2 separate regions of the Mus musculus genome follow, and region 1 is linked to region 2. Evidence: chromatin contacts called from public ChIA-PET data. All regions are on one chromosome and are shown on one strand. The core of a region is the stretch at or near the end of the contact, and the rest is flanking DNA. Distances in the headings are between cores, read along the strand shown.

Evidence for each region. ChIA-PET counts read pairs in DNA pulled down with a chosen protein or histone mark.
Region 1: an RNA polymerase II ChIA-PET map of memory CD8 T cells shows a contact between it and region 2, with 7 read pairs. The contact joins the promoter of Ptpn4 here to the enhancer-like site in region 2. A contact is called at or near these places in 3 of 39 promoter capture datasets (3T3-L1-derived adipocytes and the C10 cell line), 4 of 115 datasets of contacts at active chromatin or transcription factors (the SCID.adh cell line, effector CD8 T cells, embryonic stem cells and 1 more) and 2 of 9 other capture datasets (adipose tissue and pancreatic islet).

Annotation. Positions count from the first base shown.
Region 1 is chr1:119,834,851-119,838,550 of GRCm38.p6, forward strand. It overlaps Ptpn4 (protein tyrosine phosphatase, non-receptor type 4), which reads right to left and starts at 2,221. Exons shown (of 27, transcript NM_019933.2): 1 at 2,052-2,221.
Region 2 is chr1:119,710,983-119,714,974 of GRCm38.p6, forward strand. The region is part of intron 13 of Ptpn4 (protein tyrosine phosphatase, non-receptor type 4); the gene reads right to left. Among named protein-coding and RNA genes, the nearest start is that of Epb41l5, 64 kb to the left of the region's middle. Within about 2 kb of position 2,664, at least 11 of the 459 cell types and tissues checked have an H3K27ac peak or open chromatin away from gene starts, as enhancers often do. A contact at or near this core is called in effector CD8 T cells and memory CD8 T cells, where this site is marked.

The DNA.
Region 1 (3,700 bases), core at 971-3,470, 120 kb after region 2:
ACCGTTCAAGTGAATCTTCCTGAGGCTGCATTCTAAGTACATCCGACCCAGAAAGTATTTTTAGCAAATGTGTTCAATAGATGCTGGTGTTATGCCTAGCTTAAATTAGAAATTAGTGTCATAAATTTAAAGCAACAATGTTACTAGGAACGTTTTAAAGCTACTAAATTAGGACATGGTGGGGGAGGAGAGAAGACTTGACACAATTTACCACCACCTAGAAGCCATTAGGAACCCAAGATGAGAACCAAGTGAGTATATTCAATCATCTGTTACTACTTTTGAGGAATCTCTGATCTTCTACCTTAACAAACTGTAACCAACTCAGTATTAAGAAAAACTATTAAACCAGTGATGATTCCTTGTGTTTAAAACAATCTTTTTAGCAAATGTTTAAGGAGCAGGTAAATACAAAACACTGTCATGTACTCATGTACACATACAAACATAACTACGTAGATCTTAGAAATCAAGATCACATTCATGCACATGTGCTATGACAAAATATGAACAAAGATAAGAATGCCATAAAAATGTGAAGAGACACAAAAATAGCTTCTGTGTTAATTGGAGCAGAAATGTATTCTGACAAAAAAGGTGGCATGACTGATCGTATGAGTGAATAAAATGGTTCTAGACAGCTCATAAGCTTCTCCTTGTAAACTGGCTTTTTCTTTAAAAGAGTATTAAATTTGTAATCCTCAAATTCAAGATTTAAATAATATATCTAGGTTATAGTCTACTAGGTACTCTGAATAATTGTTTAAGGTCATCCCTCCCGTTTTGGAAAACAAGTTTTCCCCTTTGACACACTTATGTTTGTTCACAAACCCAGGGTTCTCAAAAGGCTGCCATATTTGCCCTTCCAGTCTTCTAGTCTGACTTTACAAGTCAGATACATTAGCTTTTCTTGTTTTTCCTCCACAGCCATCTTTTAAATGTGACCAAATAACTGTGTTATTTCATCTGGACCCAAGATCTGGTCACACACTCAGTATTTCTTGAATTGCTTATTCCAAAAGTTAGGTATGACTAGTCCTCCTGGAACAGGCAGTTTTTAAAACCCCCTACGTAGTCCTTGTCCACACTGATGTCACTCTGTGATGCAAAGCCAAACATAAAGTCTCTGACATAAGTTTCAGGGAAACATCGATATGGATTATCATTGAAACTGTAAATTGTTCCATTACTTTAGAAACCCCAGCAAATGCATCCATACATGCATTTAACTACCTACACACACACACACACACACACACACACACACACACACACACACACATCTAGCTTTTCTTGAATCTCTGATTGAACTGATTTCCAGAAATCGTCCTGGGACAATTGAGGTGTCTACGCTTTGGTAAGCACAGTTCCTGTCCACAAAGGATAATCATACGCTCCATTTTTCCTGTAAGTAACTATAAAACAAACATTGACACCGAAACAAAAATGTAAAGCCAGAAAGCCACAAATGACTGTGCTTAACATTTTACAAAACCCCACAAACACCGATCTGTTCTTGACTACATACTCACGCTGAATCTAAACATCATGAAGGTAGGGACGATTCCAAAGCAGCATGAAAAATCTAAGTTCAGATGTTCTACATCTCAACTTTTTGGGCCCAACTACTGATTCCTAAAAGCAAGTATAATACTAGCAAGTCACAAGAGACTTTCAAGTTCAATGGAAGATAGCGTGTGTTCCTACCGCGTGCGGAAAAAAAATAAAGATGCTTATATGAGTCAATTAACCTAACATTAACAATTAGAAAAAAGAATCCCACAAATGAAATACTGAAGATTCTCCAGCCTTACCTTGAGTTTAGGAACATTTCATCTCCGCATCTATTCCACCCCTTCTCCCGTGCACTCATCCCTAGCAGATTTCAACTATAAACCCCAGGAAGATTCGAGTGCTCCGACCCACTAAGAAAAGGGAAGTCGATCGGGTAGTCTGGCCGCCCGGCTCGGCGAGCTTCAGGTGCGCGCCCACGACCTGCAAAGGGGGCCCAAACAGGCCGAGCGAAGGACCGCCCCAAGCGCCTCTCTTACCTTCGTTATCACAGCCGCGTCCTCCCGGCTGGAGAAAGGGGGGGGGGGGGGGGAATCCAAATACAAAAAGGCAGGAGGCCCCGGGCTCGCGGCCGGGTGAAAGAAGCGCGTGGTCCGCGTCGAGGTGCTCGCCCTCAGCGTCCCGAGAACAGCCGCCGCCACAGCGGCCGCGCCACGGCCGCGGGCCGCCTGCACCCCGTCATCCTGCGGGGCTGCGGCGGGGCTGGCGTGCGCGGGGAGGCGCGCGCTCGCACCTCGCGGCGAGATGAGCTAATCCCTTCACACGCGCCCCGAAAGTGCCGCGGTCCCCGCAAGCTGCGGGCCGAAGTCAAGTCTCTTTCAAGTCCCGGAGCCCCGATTTCTGACAGCTCCCGGGAGTCTTAAAAGAACAATGTCGCGTCCGCGGAGCAGGGAAGCGCGCGCGGCGTGAAGCGGCGGGTGACTCCAGGGAGGCGGCTCTGTGTGAGAGTGCAAAGGAGAGCCTCGGTCACCCTCCTCCTCCTTCTCCTCCTCCTCTCCTTCCTCCTCCTCCCTCGCCTCCACCGCCTCCTCCGTCTCCTCCTCCTCTCTCAAGCACACCCCGTCTCCGAGGCCGCAGCATAGCAACCGAACATGGCGGCTGCGCAGCCCCCGACCAGTCAGAGCCCCGGAACGGCGGCCTCGGCAACAGGAGGCGGTCTCGCGAGAGGTGAAGCCACGCCCTCTGCTCCGCCTCCTTCCCGCCTCCTACCCGGTTTCGGAGCGCGGGCGCCTGCCTAGAAGCACTGGTACTCACAGGTGCGAGAGAGACGGGATTTAGCGGGTTGGGAGGGGAGGGCGTGGCTCTGTGTCCACACCCCATCGCCAGGCAGCGATTGGTTCCTTGACTGTCAGTTCTGCCCCTCCTCCCTCTTCTAAGATGTACTTACTGACGGACTCTAGGGACACAAAAGAGGGGCAATAGCACAGAGTGGGGAAACTCGACCTCCTGGCATCAGGTTGTCCCAACTAAGTGCTAATAGAGGGTATAGGCTTTGAAGTGCAGTTTTCAATCAGTTCTCCTAAACATAAGGCCCTTGAAAACAAAGCCTAAGCAAAAGACGTTTCATGGATAAAACAAAGGATAGGTGCTTTCTGTGTGCAAGGAACACTGCTTTTTAAATCAAAGTCGTTCAATCATTTTAAGAATGAGGGTTGGTATTATCATGCCATGACCTTGAGGAGGGTATACCCTTAATATTTTCTGGGTAATACAAACTTGATGATGATAGAACATTCCTATAGAATAGGTGACCTCAACTAGGATCAAATGAAGGAAGGGTAAGTTGGGAGGACCCTCACATTTCCTCTTTGCTTGTTTTTCGTTTTTGTTTGTTTGTTTGTTTGTTTTACATTTCTTTATTTTGTATACACCTAAAATATGTGTGTCCATCTGTCTGTGTGTCTGTCTGTCTATCAGAGGACAAGGTTTGAGAGTTGGTAATCCTATGTGGGTCGCAAGGATTGAGCCAGACTTGGCAGCCAATTCCTTTCCTTTATCCTTTGACCCACCTCAAAAGTCCTTGACGTTTTTACCCACTTGGGGGTGGGGGGGGTGCCCTTTTCTGTGGCCAGGGTTCTTGTTAGATCTTAATCTCAATCTCTGTCACTAGAGACCTTATTTATAAAAA
Region 2 (3,992 bases), core at 1,414-3,913:
ATCCTAAATCTGATAGGGGACTAATAACCAATATATACAAAGAGCTCAAGAAGCTGGACTCCAGAAATTCAAATAACCCCATTAAAAATGGGGTGCAGAGCTTAACAGAGAATTCTCACCTGAGGAATACCGAATGGCTGAGAAGCACCTGAAAAAATGTTCAGCATCCTTAATCATCAGGGAAATGCAAATCAAAACAATGCTGAGATTCCACCTCACACCAGTCAGAAAGGCTAAGATCAAAAATTCAGCTGACAGCAGATGCTGGCGAGGATGTGGAGAAAGAGGAACACTCCTCCACTGTTGGTGGGCTTGCAAGCTTGTACAACCACTCTGGAAGTCAGTCTGGAGGTTCCTCAGAAAATTGGACATAGTACTACCGGAGGATCCCGCAATACCTCTCCTGGGCATATACCCAGAAGAAGTTCCAACTGGTAATAAGGACACATGCTCCATTATGCTCACAGCAGTCATATTTATAATAGCCAGAAGCTGGAAAGAACCCAGATGTCCCTCAACAGAAGAATGGATACAGAAAATGTGCTACATTTACACAATGGAATACTGCTCAGCAATTAAAAACAATGGATTTATGAAATTCTTGGACAAATGGATATACCTGGAGGATATCATCCTTAGGGAGGTAACCCAATCTCAAAGAAGGCATTAGATGTGCACTCACTGATAAGTAGAAATTAGCTCAGAAACATAGAACACCCAAGATACAATTTGCAAAACACAAGAAAATCAAGAGGAGGGAAGACCAATTGGTGGATAGTTCATTCCTCCTTAGAATAGAGAACAAAATACCCATGAAAGGAGTTACAGAGACAAAGTTTGGAGCTAAGATGAAAGGATGGACTATCCAGAGACTACCCTACCCGGGGATCCATCCTATAATCAGCCACCAAACCCAGACACTATTGCACAATGCCAGAAAGATTTTGCTGAAGGGACCCTGTTATAGCTGTCTCATATGAGGCTATGCCAGTGCCTGGCAAATATAGAAGTGGATGTTCAGTCATCTATAAGATGGAACACAAGGCCCCCAATGGAGAAGCTAGAGAAAGCACCCAAGGAGCTGAAGGGGTCTGCAACCCTATAGGTGGAATAACAATATGAACTAAACAGTACCCCCAGAGCTTGTATCTCTAGCTGCATATGTAGCAGAAGATGGCCTAGTCGGTCATCACTGGGAAGAGAGGCTCCTTGGTATTGCAGACTTTATATGCCCCAATAAAGGGGAATGCCAGGGCGAAGAAGCAGGAGTGGGTGGGTAGGGGAGCAGGGCAGAGGGAGGGTATAGGGAACTTTCAGGATAGCATTTGAAATGTATATAAAGAAAATATCTAATAAAAAGTAAATAAATAGAAAGAAAAAAAAAAAAGAAAAAAGAAAAAACCCAGATGGCCTAATAGCTCTTCTATCAGAGGATCCTGGTTCAATTCCCAGTATTCACATGGCAGCTCACAACTGTCTGCAACTCCTATTCCAGGGGATCCAGTAACCTCATGCAGACATATATGCAGGAAAATAAATAAATAAAAATTTTAAAAGTTTGTTAAATTATGAATAATTATAAATCAAAATCATACAATTATCCTATCATTTCAGGGTTTGACAGCCAAATCCTCTCACAGGTTAGGCTAATCTCTTTGAACTCTAAAATCAATGTGCATCTTCTAAAAGAGACATGATGCTACTTGTAACCAACAAGCAAACAAAAAGGACAGACACAAATTTCATTTTCCAAATGTTTCAAAGTAATTTAAGTTCAAAGACCTCTTCCTATCACTGTGAGTTTTAGTTTAGGACTTGAATCTGCACACTATTAGATTTAAGCTCTCACAGTGGAGAACACATAAATTCAATTAGTCATATATGAAAATATATTATATAGTCTTTTCAATTTAAAACATAAAATCTCAAGCTTACCATAATTTACCACCTATAGTTCTTTTACTAGTGTTAATCCTTACTATTCACAAACTATTCTTCCCTCATATATTAGATCAAATGTAAGTGATAAGAGCTAAGATTAATTACTGAGAGAAAAAAAATCATCTGAAAAATTGAAAATCCAGCATACTTACCTAGTACAAACTGTATGAACACTTCAATCTTGGTAATGAACTAAACATGTTTGGAAATGTCTTGAGCTAACTAAATTTCAGGCATCTTAATTTATTAACAGCTCTAACCTCAGAGACCCACCCACTCAAGCTTACTGTCTATATTTCCTGTTCTGAGCGGAAATTTCAGAGAAAAAAATACCACACTGTTAGCAATGTGGTGAGTTTATTTTCTGACCGTGGCACCTTATTTTTCTGTTGAAGAAAAATTTGCTCTCATCTCTTCCTCAGATATTATTATATGATAACTGAAAAAGTGTGAAAGCAATTCAAAAATTAGATATAAAAGGGAAAATAAGGTAGTTATTGGTAAAATTTTTCATATAAAGTTTAAAGGCCTTTTTCGTCTTCCTATTTATACTGCCATTTAAAATTCTAAGAGAGAAAATAAATCTGGAATTCTTAACCAAAATGACCTAATTCTTGCTAAAACCATTAGAGAATTTAGTAGCTAATTATAAGGTAAAAGAGTCTTATAAAAACAATCCAAGGATCCAGGCAATGGTGGTGCTCACAATTATCTCTGCACTCAGGAGGCAGAGCCAGGCAGATCCCTGAGTAAAAGGCTAGTCTGGTCTACAAAGCGGGTTCCAGGACAGTCAGGCTACACAGAGAAACCCTATCTCGAAAAACCAAACTAAACCAACAATAACAACAACAAAAAAAACAAACAAGCGAGCTAAATAAACTTAAACAATCCCAGGAAAGCATAGATTTCCAGAGACAAAACAATCATTAAGACAGCCCAGCACTATTAAAACTTCGCACCAAGACTTGAGCATACAGTACCAAAGTAGAACACTTGGCTAGCATGTGCAAGGTTTGGGAACCTAGCACCTTAAAAAAGAAACATATCTATCCTCCTGACCCACACACACCAAAAAAAAAAAAAAAAAAAAAAAGACAGTCCCTGACAACCTTCCTAGAATATTAATAGTGAATGACAAAACAATGAAGATCAGGCATAACAAAATCTAGTATGTACAAAAATCATTAAAATAAGACAATGCTTTGATTTTCAAAAATAGAGAGTGCTGCAAGTAAGAGACAGTACAAAAAACCAGAACAGGTTCTTTCTAAATTAGAACAATTATGCCACTAGGAGTAAAGTTATCTTATGGTCAGTTGTACAGAAAACATTTGAGTGACATTTACTAAACCCCTTTGTTTTTCAGGTCTATACCACTTTCTAATTGGAACAGTGATGTCCATGATAGTTACCAGGCAGACAGACAGATACACACACACACACACACACACACACACACACACACACACCTGAGTCTATGAAGGGAAAAACCCTGAATAAATGCCAATAAGTTTGTAAGGGGCTGTTGCGGATGACATATTCTTCAAGTCACTTGAAACTGTCGGGATTTTAGAATATAATGATCTATCACTAATTGGTAGAAACAGGGAATAATTTTCATGTTGGGAGGAAGAAAATGAGAAAAAGCAACGACAAACACTAAACTATTTCTTCTAGAAATACAAAGTTGAAAAGACCTTTGAATTTTTGACCAAGTAAAATTTTCCTGTTATCTTTATAAATGCTTCCAAAATTCTAGCAACAGTAGATGCCAGACATACAACTCTTCAAGGCTTTTTGCTCTCGAAGTAATTTCCACCGGGAACAAACACTTGTTTCATTGTCCCTCTAGCCATCTAACATCAGCAGTCGATGTTAGGTCCCTCAAATTTGTTCCCTATTCTACATCAATGTATGGTAGAGGTCTTTATTAGTTTTGCTTGGATTACTGTAATTATCTCCTAATTAGTTATAAGTATCAAACCCATACTTTGCTAACCCATTCTCTATCCTTAACTTTTTCCCAAATTGTATCATTTTTGTCTCTAGAA